Linked DNA regions of Mus musculus: region 2 is linked to region 1. The links are chromatin contacts, called in public promoter capture Hi-C maps. All regions are on one chromosome and are shown on one strand. The core of a region is the stretch at or near the end of the contact, and the rest is flanking DNA. Distances in the headings are between cores, read along the strand shown.

Region 1 (6,158 bases), core at 2,162-4,661:
AGGTCAGGAAGGGCTGAGCAGGCCTTCCTGCCACCATGCCCTCCTCTCAGAGCTCCTAGAGGCAGAATCGACCTTCACAGCCTCAACACCACTTGGCATATGCAGATGTCTGACCATGCTTTACAGAGATGATAGAGGCCCTGGTCTCTGGGAGTGGAGGGGAAGGTGGAGATTCAGCAGAAGCTGGCCATGGGGCCACATCCTTGAACTTCTTAGCTGTGGCTCAGCTCACCCTTTCTTAACTTTCCCACTGTAGACAGGCCTCTAGAGAGGCAGCCAGTAAGTGCCTGGCTTCCTGCCCCTGGGAGCTTGGCTCTGAGGCATGCCCAATATTTCCCTACCTTCCTGACAAAGGAACTCACTTGGGTAGCCGCAGACCACTGTCCACTGCTGTGAGACACTGCCTGGAACATGGGGACACATTCACCATGGGGCCACGTTTGAGGTCCTGTGGCTTCTAAACATGTGGCTGTCCTTTCTGAAACAGCTCTTGGAAGCCAGCGGCCTGTGACCAGGGAGATGGTGAAGGTAAACTGTGTCAGCTGAGCTAGCCTAGTGGAGAGGCCAATCTGAGGGCACAGCCAGCAAACTGCAGGGGCAGGGCTTCCCCGACAACCCTGAGCCCCAGGAACAGGGAAACACCCTTCCCTGAAGCTCCTGTTACTGGCCATTCCAATTACCTGATCACTCAATGCCTTCTGTGGTTGAAGCTCCCCTGAGCTCAGTCTCTTTAGCCTGGCAGAACTCCTTCTGGGACCTTTGACCCTTGCTGCCAGTCCCTGGGATTGCCTAGCCTTTGCCTACCTGGTCTCCTCTGTCTTCAGCTTGCTTCCCCTCCGTATAAGGCAGGCTCTTCCTTTCCCTTTCTTAGCTAAAGTGCCACCCTCTCAAAGAGGCTTTCATACACTGCTTGAAATAGAGTTTGTACCATTATTTCTCATGCCGCCATCTTGTGATGTTTAGTTTCCTATTTGATAGCTCCTCTGGGAGTCTTGGTGCCCTATAGTCCCAGATCGGACCAAGGGTCTGCCTCTGAGCTCTCAACCACATGCTTTTGAAAACTGCTTTGAAAATAAATTTCTAGAAAGGCGAGATTAAAAATACAAAAGGCCCAACCCCCAAATTTTCGTTATTATACTGTAGTCACAAAATGACCCCATCGCTGCTGTGAGACAGGAGATGTGTGCTCCATCCCCACAGGGCAAGCTGACCTGGGGGACGTAATGGCCTGGAGGACTCCTCACAATGAAGAGGCAGTGAGCCTCCTGTCCCTGGGAGCATGGCTTTGAGGAATGCCTCCAATCGCCCACAGTGTGATCTGCCTTGCCTCCTTCCCCCTTCTTTGCTCAGCAGGCTTCCTTGATACCCTGCCTGTGTTTGGAGGATAACCTCCGCATCTAAGGTCTGCTTGCTTTTAAGGAGCCTAAACAGCTAATATACCATATGGACAGACAAACACCAGTACACAGTCAAGACAGATGCTGCCTCACTAGGAATCAAATGAAAGACAGTGTTACGAGGACACCATTGGACACCTCGGTACAGTTGAAGTGACACCCAAGATGAGAAGGAGCCTAAAGCGGAAGTTGGAGTTCAGGCCAGTACAGTGGAGGATAGGGAGGAAGAGATCCCCTCCTCTGTAGCCTAAGCTGCCTTTGTTGTTGTACTGTGTCTCCTGCTCCTGCTCCTGCTCCTGCTCCTGCTCCTGCTCCTGCTCCTGCTCCTGCTCCTGCTCCTGCTCCTGCTCCTGCTCCTGCTCCTGCTCCTGCTGCTGCTCCTGCTGCTGCTCCTGCTGCTGCTCCTGCTGCTGCTCCTGCTGCTGCTCCTGCTGCTCCTGCTGCTCCTGCTCCTCCTGCTCCTCCTGCTCCTCCTGCTCCTGCTCCTCCTCCTGCTCCTCCTCCTGCTCCTCCTCCTGCTCCTCCTCCTGCTCCTCCTGCTCCTGCTCCTGCTGCTGCTCCTGCTGCTGCTCCTGCTCCTGCTCCTGCTCCTGCTCCTGCTCTGCTCCTGCTGCTCCTCCTGCTCCTGCTCCTCCTGCTCCTCCTGCTCCTGCTCCTGCTCCTCCTCTTCCTCCTGCTCCTGCTCCTGCTCCTCCTGCTCCTCCTCCTGCTCCTCCTCCTGCTCCTGCTCCTCCTCCTGCTCCTCCTCCTGCTCCTGCTCCTCCTGCTCCTCCTGCTGCTCCTGCTCCTCCTGCTCCTCCTTCTTCTCTTCCTGCTCCTCCTGCTCCTCCTCCTCCTCTCCCTCCTCCTCCTGCTCCTTCTCCTCTTCCCCCTCTTTCTTCCCTCTCCTGTCCCTGCTTCTCCACCACATCCCCTAAAGTGAACATTCCATCTAAGTTGTTCTGCCAAGACTTGGAATTTTTTTTTCCTCCCAGCACTGGGAAATTATAAATAACTCCTGTATTAGAAGAAACAAACAAAAACAGAAGCAAAATCTCAAGTCCAGATGCTCTTGTGTGGAAACGGGCCTCCAGCCCACAGGCTCCTCTACACCAGGAACCCAAAGGTCCCCCACCCCCCAAATCAGGATGGAGCCTGGCCCTTTCACTAAAGGCCACTCAGCCTTACTGCTTGATATCACACGATGTAGAGATGTCACCAGGGCTAGGCAGTCCTTCCTTGCTGCCCACACAGACTTCTGCCTAAAATTTTCGACCTAGATAGGGACAAGCTGGAAGCCCAGGTCACATGTGCCATATTCCAGGAAATCCTCTCGGATTTTCAAGGGAGTAGACAGGATCCTTCTGGGAGGGGACAGAGAAGAAGGCAGGCTGGAGACTGTCAGAACTCCTTCCTGACACTGCCTCTCTCATATTTTCCATGCTTACACTCTACCCTTGTGCATCCCTAGCGACTGTCATAGAAACCTGAGACGCGGTGGCCCTTGGAGTGAGACACAAGGACAGCCAGCATCCAGCTACTCCTTGGAGGCCAAGCAGTCCACACCAGATGAGATCGTGTAACTTCCCATCCTAGAGCTGAGCAAGAATGACAACTGGGGGATGAAGTCCTGACCTCCCACCTTCCCCAGGATCATCTCATCCTCACAGCCTGCCGGAGTCACCTTTTCCACCTGACTCTCAGACTCACTAGGCGGTTGAGAAGGTGCAGGCATCGTGTCCCGCGTCCCCTCCCCGGCTTCCCTGGTTCACGGTACAGGGCGAGGCCAGACGCGGGAACGGGAGAAGCAGAGGCTTTATTCACTGTCACGGGGAAGGGCGCGCCAAGCAGGACGGCCAGCTTCGGGAGGGAAGGCGGCGGCGGCGGGCGCCAGCAGCACCAAGCCGGGTGGCCTGCCAGCGCCGGCGTAGCTCAGCGCCAGGCGCTCCAGGCGCCGCTTGCGCTCGGCCGCCTGCGCCGTGGCGTGCAGGGGTCGCAGCAGCGCTGGGGGAGGCGCGCCGGGGCCGCGCAGCAGGAAGTCGAAGCCCGCGCGGTCCCGCGGGTCGTAGAAGAGCGGCCCGGTGGCCGGGTCCGGGCCTGGCGGCCAGGCGAACGGGAAAGGCAGCGTGAAGTCCTCGGTGAGCACGCGGATAGCGAAGTCGTCCTCTTTGCCCAAAGCGCGGTAGGCGCGCCCGATGCCGCGGAAATGCGCCTCCCAAAGCTGCGCGTCGCCGCCGTAGATGTCGGGGAAGCGCGGTGCGGGGGGTGCAGCCGGTCCTGCGGCGGGCGCGACAGTCAGCGGGGGCTGGGGGGGGGACACGCTTGTCCCCGGCGCGGGGAGGCTGGGGTCATGGAAGGAGAGGCCACTGGGCCAGAAGAAACAGGTGGGGACCACTGGGGAGTGAGAAATGAGCCCCTTCTCAACACCTAAGGGGGACCTGCCTCCATCCCTGACCTCTCTCCTACCTCCTGTCACCTCTCCCTGCAAAGGGGAAGTTGTCCACTGTCCTGAGGAACAGCATCAGCAGGCTGTGAAGGCCTGCAAGGTCCCGAGAGTATGAAAAAGTCAGGCTGCTGGGCAGAAAGTTCAAGATGGGGAGGAAGCGAGTTAGCCAGGAGGCTCAGATAGTAGGATTCACCCAGCAGGTGGCGGCAAGCAGCCGTTAGGGCAGGAGGATCAACAAAATCCAAGCTGACTACTGTGAATATGCAGACTGTGGGCCTGGCCTGGGGTCTTCAGCTTGGTTCCCATGAGGAGGAAGCAAGGGTAAGGAGAGTGGAGCTCTCACGGGGAGATACGGGGTGCAGGGACTTGGCATGGCAGCAGATGCTGGTCCCCTGGATGGGGACCAGTCCCAGTTTCAGGCTAGAAAATATGTGGGCTCCCACAATGCAATTGGGGTCAACATTCCATATTTGCTACAGGCAAAGGTCTAAGGATAGGAAAACCATGCTGTAGGGCTGCAATAAACCCCCACAGTGCCGCACCCATGCCGAGGGGCCTCTGTTACTATTCTTACTTAGTGCACTTACTGAGCACCTGCTGTGTGCAATCAGGCTCTGGACTAGGTACTGCCTGTAGCCATGAGCCAGACAGCAAAGCCTGTTCTTCCACCTCCGTAGATAAACAAATGCCTTCTTGAGTCAGAACCTTGAGCAGGATGAGGGGTGTTATGCCAGGAGGAGAGATGAACTGGAGGTGACCCACCTAGCCCAGTGGGGAGAGCCAGACCTGCAGATGGTTTGAGATGCACAGGCAGGACCTGCAAGGGTCACACCCTCAATCTACAGCTCAGAGGACCAGTGAACCCTGCCCCAATCCCTGCAGCCTATCCTGTCTCCCTGGCTGCCTTCGAAGTCTCTGTCTTACTCCTCAGTACCAGGATCGGGTGAAGCCACAGAAGGGGCTGTGGGAATTCCTCTGAGGTGCTGGTAGAGACAAGTTTTGGAGGAGAGAGGGCTGCAGTGGGTCGTGGGAGAGGGGACAGTGACAGCCCTGGGCATGGGCAGGATGGTTTTATCAGCCTGCCATTGTTCCAGGTGAGTATAGTTACAGAGGTACAGTACAGAGGGCAGTGGTAGCTGCCTCTGGTCTGGGTGAAGCCGCTGTCGCCAGGACAGCAGTGAGAAGAGCCCTGCTGTCTGAAGATGTCTTAAAGCTAGTTAGTGTGGAGACGTGGAGTGGGAGCGCTGTGGAGGAGGGAAACCTCTGGCCACCACTTGCTAGAGAAGGGCAAAGATGAAAGAGAAGCAACTGAGGTCAGAGGGTGGAGAGTTTGATTTGGGATGGGTTGGGTTGAAGCCTTCAGATAGACCCATGGAGAACATAGCTGGCTGGAGACAGACCTGGGGAAATGGCATTTAGAGCCAAAAGAGTGGATGAAATCACCTGGGGAGGGAGGGGAGGAGGGAGGGGAGAAGGGAGGGAAGAGGGAAAGGGAGGGAAGGGGTGGGATGGAAAGGAAGAGAGGAGGGAGGGAAGAAGGAAGAGAGGAAGGAGAGAGGGGGAGGGAAGGAGGAGAGGAGGGAGGGAAGGAGGAAGGGAGGAGGGAGGGGGAGGAGAAGTCAGGGGAGAGGAGGGGAGGGGAGAGGAGGGAAGGAGAAGAGATCCTGGACCAAGCCTGGGGCCATCTGTCCTTGCCAGGTCAGAGAGAGGAGAAGCCAGTGAGGGGACCAAAGAGAAGACAGTGATGTAGGAGCAGTGTGGGAGATTCTGGAAGCAGATCAGGCTGAGTCACGTGCTGCCCGTGGGTCACATCAAATGAGGCCTGAGAGCTGGCCTCAGACTTAGCGTGGTGAAGGACATCGGTGACCTTGACCTGAGTTGCTTCAGGGAAGTACAGAAATTAAGCCCGATTAGAGCAGGTTCAAGAGCAAATGGGAGAGAGAGAGAGATTTAGAGGCGGCAAGGATTTGTTATAAATGTGGAGCAGAGAAATCAGGCAGTCGCTACAAGGGAAGTGAGGTTGAGAGAGAGGACAGAGAGCCTCCCGCCTCTGTGGTAATGGCTGTGGAAAGCGAATGCTTCTGCCTGAGGCAGAGGGTGGCTTGGGTGTGGCTGCGTCAGAGAGAAGGGTGGGCAGCTGGCCTTGGCTGGGAATGGATAAGGTGGGACAGTCAAAGCATCAGTGTGTGAGGGCAAGTACCTGAGTCCTAAGATGGCTTCAGTGTCACAGGGAGAGAGATTCATAGCCAGCAGCTGGGGCACAGAGAGAAGGCACCTAGCTGTTGCTAGGAGAGAGACCAGGCAACCAAGAAGTCAGGGGCCTGGCCTGGTGGAGG
Region 2 (6,158 bases), core at 1,151-3,650, 380 kb before region 1:
TGAACAGCGACATCTCATACCATGTTCTCAATCTGTGAAGAGTGAAGTGTGTGTGTCTCGGATTTCTTAATAAAGCCTCTCATTTCACTCATTGGGGGCCTCACCCTCATGGCCCACTCCCTAGAGGGCCCACCTCTCCACAAGAATTTGGGGTAACATACACATCCAAACCACAGCACTAGTCAGCCCCAAAGGTATCTTCTTGTCAATGGATGCTTTGGAAAAAAAAATCAGTCAGTTAATGAACTGTAGTAAGCAAGGCAACGAGAGGGAACTCTAGGAAAAGCAGGCCGTGGCCCTTATTAAAGCATCTAGCAGAGAAGTACTGGAAGCTCTACACATCCGCTTTCCCCAGCCTAGGTTGCATAAAAGATGAGGAAGGAGAATAGACTAAGGTGGGCTCTCCACCACCCTATCCTCCATCCTCTGTAAAGCCTACTCTTCCCATACAGTGTCCATCCTGCCTGCCCCTGCTCTACAGGCCTCTGTTGCTCCCTGGTGTGGTGCCACAATGGGAGTCTCCAAGGTGAGACACTTATACCCCAGGATGGCTGATTGGTTACACAAAGAAAGCGTTAAAATTGTTTCTTTTCCTTTCCTTCTTTTCTTTCTTTCCTTTAAAACTTCCACAGTGTACAGTGTGGAGCTCAAACAGTGCACTGTGCGGGTGGTAGAGCTCTGGGCTGGGCTTCCTGGAGCAGAAGTCAGGGGAGGGCTCCTGTGACTGATTGGCAGGAACTGAAGACAGCAGCGCTGGAGGTTTGGAGAGGAACTGCAGAAAGAGGGTTCCACAAGGTGCTGCCTCAACCTTCTGCGGTCTCTGGGACAGTGAAGGCTTTGTTCTGGGATGTCTTGTCCCATCAGGAACCAAGACTAGGTGCTGGTGGCCTTTCATCTATCAGATTCCTAAGGGCTGCTAAAGAAGAAGAGGTGACCTACAATCCTTCCAGTTTGGGAAAGCACTGTAGACTGAAGGTCTACATCCAACAGAGGTGACATCCAACAGAGACATGGGCACAAGTATGGGGGAGAGCCCACCACAAGTGTGTGAAAGGTGACAATGATACCTGGGGAATGTGGGCCAAGCATGGCAGCAGGCATCCACTTCAGGCTTCTGCTAAGGTAGACATGTGACATTCAGGCTCCCAGCAGTCATTCTTACCTGTACACCCGGATTTGTCCCACCTGAGCCTTGACCCCAGATATGGACAGTCTGTCGTTCTCAGCACATACCTGTTCTCTCATCACAATGGATAGGTTGGCGAGTCAATACAGACCCAGTGAGCCAATGCAAACTGCAGGCTCCTTGTAGTCAGAGCATGTGTAGCAGGCACACAGGGTATGATAGGAGCTTTGGGTTCCCGTGCTTGCCCCTGACCTTAAAGCTTGTCTATGGGCTGTTAAGATGATGGGAGGACACTGTTCAGCATCTTGAGCATCTTGCAGCTGATTTGGGTCACTGGGGCACCATCTTGCTCACTGACCTGATCACTGTCTCTAACCAGAGCACAGACACTGGGCGCTTAGCTTGGAGGTGAGCCACAAACAGACAGGGCCCTCAGCATTCACTGCATATCTCCTTTGAAACCTGTAATAACCCAGGTGCAGGTTCCCTGGCATTTTCCCAATACCTGCTGGCCTGGGTGCTGGCTCCACACTGTGTTTCTCTTGGCCTTGGAATGAGATTGCTGTGCTTGGGTGAGATCATTTTGTGTACAAGTGTACGTGTATGTATCATGTATGAGGTCTGAGTTTTCCTCATGCATTTTTGTTCCTTTTAGACAGTGGGGTGCTGGATGTGGAAGAAAGGACACAGATACAGACCTCAGAGGCACAGGGACTCCCTATAATTCCCTGTGGGATCTGAGGTCCTCTTGTACATTCCTTCCCCTGTCTCCCAGGACCACGAAGAAAGCCCTGCCGCCCCTACAAACCCCATCCATCCCCAGTCACTGCTCAGCCTTGCTATTTGCCCCTTAGTCCTCAGGTGGCTCTAAGCAGAAGGGAGTCTATTGGACCTCCAGTGCCAGATGGTGCAGTCCCTAAAGGCTTTAGTGAAAAGGAGGCCAAGGTCAGGAGCAACAGAAAGCAACTAGAGCCACAAGCTTCACTCCCAACCTTGGCCCTCGCCTTTCTGGCTGTGTGAGCCAAGCAAGCAAATTAACCTCTCTGAGCCCATTTCCTTAGCTGCAAATTGGGGATAATAGCAGGAACCTGTCCCAGAATAAGGATTACATGCAATAATTCATCTGGCCGAGGGCCTAGTTAAACAATGGAAACCACTGTTAGTGTGAAGATGCCTGAAAGATGAGCAGTGTCTCATCCAAGCCCAGCAGCCTGGGACTCGCATCCTTCTAGATGGGGCCTGACTCATCCCCAGCTCCACCACAGTCTGAGGCACAATGAGATGGCGCGAGTTTGCCTCATCTGCATAGCTCTGTCTCAAACAGCAGGTTTTTGCCTTGACTATCAGTCTCCAAAACCAAATCGCCCCCAAGTCCCCTCCCAGTTCTTGACCTGGGCTGTTCCCTTGGTGCACAGCACACTAATGAAAGACCGGGACACCCAGGGGCTAAGCCACCTGCCGGTACACGGCCACATGATCTGAAATACAGCAGTTTATCTGAAATATGAGGGGGGTTGTGAAAGGTGGGAGAATGGGCTTGGGGCTGCAGAAGCTGCCAACCTGAAAGCCACCTGTGGCCTTGCTGAAGAGGGTGCTCACCTCTCTGAACAATGCACATGGAAGTGCGGGTGCCAGGCTCTCCGGAGACAAGCTGTCCCCTGGGAACGGAACAGCACTGATGAGCAGCTTGGTGGATTTCACATTTGTCTTTCTTCCTTCTGATGATGCCTGCACCATTCACCTTCCAGGAAACCCCCGGGTTCCGTCTGCCAGTTAATTGTCCCAAAGGTATAAGAGGGCTGTGTCCCCTGCTGCTTTGTTCACAGCCTTAGGCACAGATAATCAGGCAAGGGGAAAGTGCAAAAGCCATTGTTTCTAGCCTTAGGGAGTTGGAGCACCGGCCCTGGTGGGCAGCCCCAGGCACAGGCTTTGTGCTTTGACATTCAGAACTGGGGGAGAGGAAGACCCTAAGGCAGCCTGTGGTCCAGTAACCCCAAGCAGGCACCCCCAATAACCTGTCAGATATCCCCGCCCTCCTGTAGCAAGGCAGCAGAGCTGAGACCTGCAGAGCTCACGCTGCCTAGCAGTTAGACTACAGCCATCAGCCTCCTTCACAAAAGACCCTTCCTAGGCTTTCCCAAATCCAGTTCTGTCACAAGAGGGACCCAGCCATGCCACACACACACACACACACACACACACACACACACACACACTGCCACCGGGTGATGGCAGAAACTCAGTATGCTGTGTGCTCCCGGTGGCTGGTCCATTTCCAGTCAGGGTCAGGACAGTAGGCATCCCCTTCCTGGACACAGTTCAGGGGCTCTTAGGTCTCAAACCTGGGACAAAGGGCTAACCTAGGTGCCTATTTAACATATCAAAGTGGACCTGGCTAGGTTTTTCCAGCATCCCTGGGTCCCTAGCTAGTAACAGGGTACTGCTGGCACATTCCACCCCCTACTAAACATCTCTAGCCCAGGGACTGGGCTGCCCTTCCCCCAGCGGCCCTCCCCTATAGTATCCAACCATTTTAACTAGCAGACCTTTGTGATCCCCTACCTGATACCTTCCTGGCCTCTTGGCTGGTGCACCCCTGACTCCACCCCACCCCACCCCCACCTCACATGGCTAGGCCTTAGGGTCATGCTCACTTTGGATTCTTCCGAATGTCCCTGACTCTGACTATGCTCTCCCTCATACCTGTGAGGAGCGGGTGTGGCAGCAGTCCCAAGATGGTGCCCGGGACTGCAGCTAAGTCTTATGACTTGCACCTGACTTCCTCATACACCTGAAAATAAGCCACAACCATCGTGAGAGCTGCACAGGTGCACCAGGATACTGGCGAATCCATATTTGGTGGAGACATGCCCCTGCCACCCTGATTAGCTGAAGCTGCGTGCCTGGTGAGGTGACGTGGCCTGCTGTGAGTGGATGGGGGCTGAGAGTATATAAGAGTGAGAGGCCCGGGTTAGAGAGAAAGATAAAGAGAGAGAGAGATAAAGTTGAAGCGAGAGAGATGAAGACTGAAGTTTGGTGAATAAACTGCTGTTAGAAGAACTGGTGGTCGTGTCGTTCTTGCTGGTCGAGAGCGGACGCGACACATACCTACAATAAACCTCCTTCTCCACCATACCTAGGAACATGTCCTTCCTTTCTGCCTTCCTGCCTTCCTTTCTTTTTTAATTCAATGACCTTCCAAGGAAGACAGTCTCCCAGGGCCCAGAGCCTAGAGAAAACAGGAGCTGCAGTGGGGCCAGGGGGGTGCTGCATGCAGGCTGCAGGGACATGGGTTGCAGTCAGAACCTGACTGGCCCATAGGCTGGGAGGGGCTACTGGCTCCTCCCATTGGAAGCAGAGCCATCCTGGGAAGTCCAGGCTCTTCCTTTGGGACCTTCTGCACCAGAGGAAATACAACAGGCTCCTGGCTGAAGTAGGACTCCACCCCAGGCTAATGTTTAGGGGAAGAAGGTAAGGGAGGGGCCTTCCAGTCACTACCCAAGTATTGGCATTCCTTCTAGGCTCCACCCCACAAATACCTGGCAACAACCACATGGGCCTGACTCACTATAAAAGGGGCTGCTTGCTTCCTCCTCACTCTCTTCTCTTGCTCTCTTTTCCTCTTCCCCTTCTGTCCCTTCTCCCCACTCCTTCTTTCTCTCCATGTGCTCATGGCCAGCCTCTACTCCTCTACTCTCTCTCTCTCTTTCCCTCTGCCTTTCTCTGTCTCTACTACCCCTTCAGCTTCCCTCCCCGTGCCCTAAATAATCTCTGTTCTATATTATACTTGTCCTATGGCTGGTACCTCAGGGGGAAGGGATGCCTTAGCATGGGCCTGCAGAGGCACCCCCTTCCTGCGCTCCCCCCACCTGTACCATACTGCACCTCCTCCAGACATATCCCTGGCTTCTTTTTCTTTTCTATAAAACACAACACCAGGTCCTCACCAGGCTCTTGGCTAGCCAGTGCTTGTGGAGGAGACCCTACTGGAATCTAAACAACAGGAATAGTCCACCTTGGAACAGACCTTCAAATGAGGAAATGGCCTGAGATGTCACTCATGGCCTTGGCTTGCAGCAGAAAGTTGGATCCTGGTTTGTATATACAATCCCAGGCACAAGCTACATCTGGCTATGATGGGACCACCCCCAAATTCAGGAGGAATTGGTTTGGAAGAAAGGCTAGAATTGGAGCTGCCTCACTGGTGTGGCTGTAGTCATGTAATTTATTTGGAGTACAGTCAGAAGGCCTCTCTACTGAGACCCTGCCTGCAGCTCCACATACCTTGCCATGGCTGAAGTCTCTAAGCTCCAGCCTGCCTTGCTGAGAAGCCTAGTGTGGCCAGAGCCAGACAGACCAGTCTAGAGTCTCATGTCTGATTGGCCTGGGTATGAAGTCAAGTGTGTCTTCCATGCCCTCACCCCACCTCCCCATTATCTCAAGCCCATGGAAGCATCGAGAACAAAATGATCAGGAGGGATGCAAGGCAGTACTTCTTTGAGGGATGGCCCATGCGGTGGCAGTTTGGCAAAAGATAGAATAGCCTTCTTCAGATGGGTCTTTCTTATCAGAACCCTGTAAGATGGGGACATGAAATCATAGCCCCAGGAAGAGCAAGGGAAAGGGGTGCTAGCATGTCCAGTCCTGTGGTTTAAGCTAACCCTGAGATGCCACACTGGGCCTTAGGAAGTTTATTAACAGGTAAGGGACTTCTGGATACAGTTTGCTAAGTGCTGGATTCCCAGCCCTTTCCAATAACACAACACGCATGTGGTTACACAGTTCATGATACACCGGGAGACGCTGGCCACACTGATGTGTTTTCATTTGTTCTGCTGATCACTGTGGAGCTGTCAGAGATGCAGCTGTGACTGGGTAGATGCAGGCTGTCCTTGCAGAGCACAGCAGCAGGAACAGGAAGTGGGAGGGCAGTGGGCTGCTGCCCCTGCTGCTGGTGGCCCCATAGCTATGACTGGCCACTTCTACGCTCCCTCTTCTGTCCTGGAGGAACTTCAAAACATGCATCTGCCTA

Evidence for each region. Promoter capture Hi-C pulls out the DNA fragments that hold promoters and counts their contacts.
Region 2: a contact with region 1 is called in a promoter capture Hi-C map of trophoblast stem cells, with 2.7 times the contacts expected there. The contact joins the enhancer-like site here to the promoter of Mroh5 in region 1. A contact is called at or near these places in 17 of 39 promoter capture datasets (the 3T3-L1 cell line, the C10 cell line, the HPC-7 cell line and 10 more), 3 of 115 datasets of contacts at active chromatin or transcription factors (embryonic basal ganglia and embryonic stem cells) and 2 of 9 other capture datasets (embryonic stem cells and liver).

What each region holds. Positions count from the first base shown.
Region 1 is chr15:73,836,924-73,843,081 of GRCm38.p6, reverse strand. Mroh5 (maestro heat-like repeat family member 5) reads left to right here and starts at 3,411. Exons shown (of 11, transcript NM_001368162.1): 1 at 3,411-3,514. It overlaps Gm6569 (predicted gene 6569), which reads right to left. Exons shown (of 4, transcript NM_001374241.1): 4 at 3,174-3,653. The coding sequence ends at 3,193.
Region 2 is chr15:74,210,958-74,217,115 of GRCm38.p6, reverse strand. No RefSeq gene overlaps it. Among named protein-coding and RNA genes, the nearest start is that of Gm32918, 9.6 kb to the right of the region's middle. Within about 2 kb of position 2,400, at least 28 of the 459 cell types and tissues checked have an H3K27ac peak or open chromatin away from gene starts, as enhancers often do. A contact at or near this core is called in trophoblast stem cells, where this site is marked.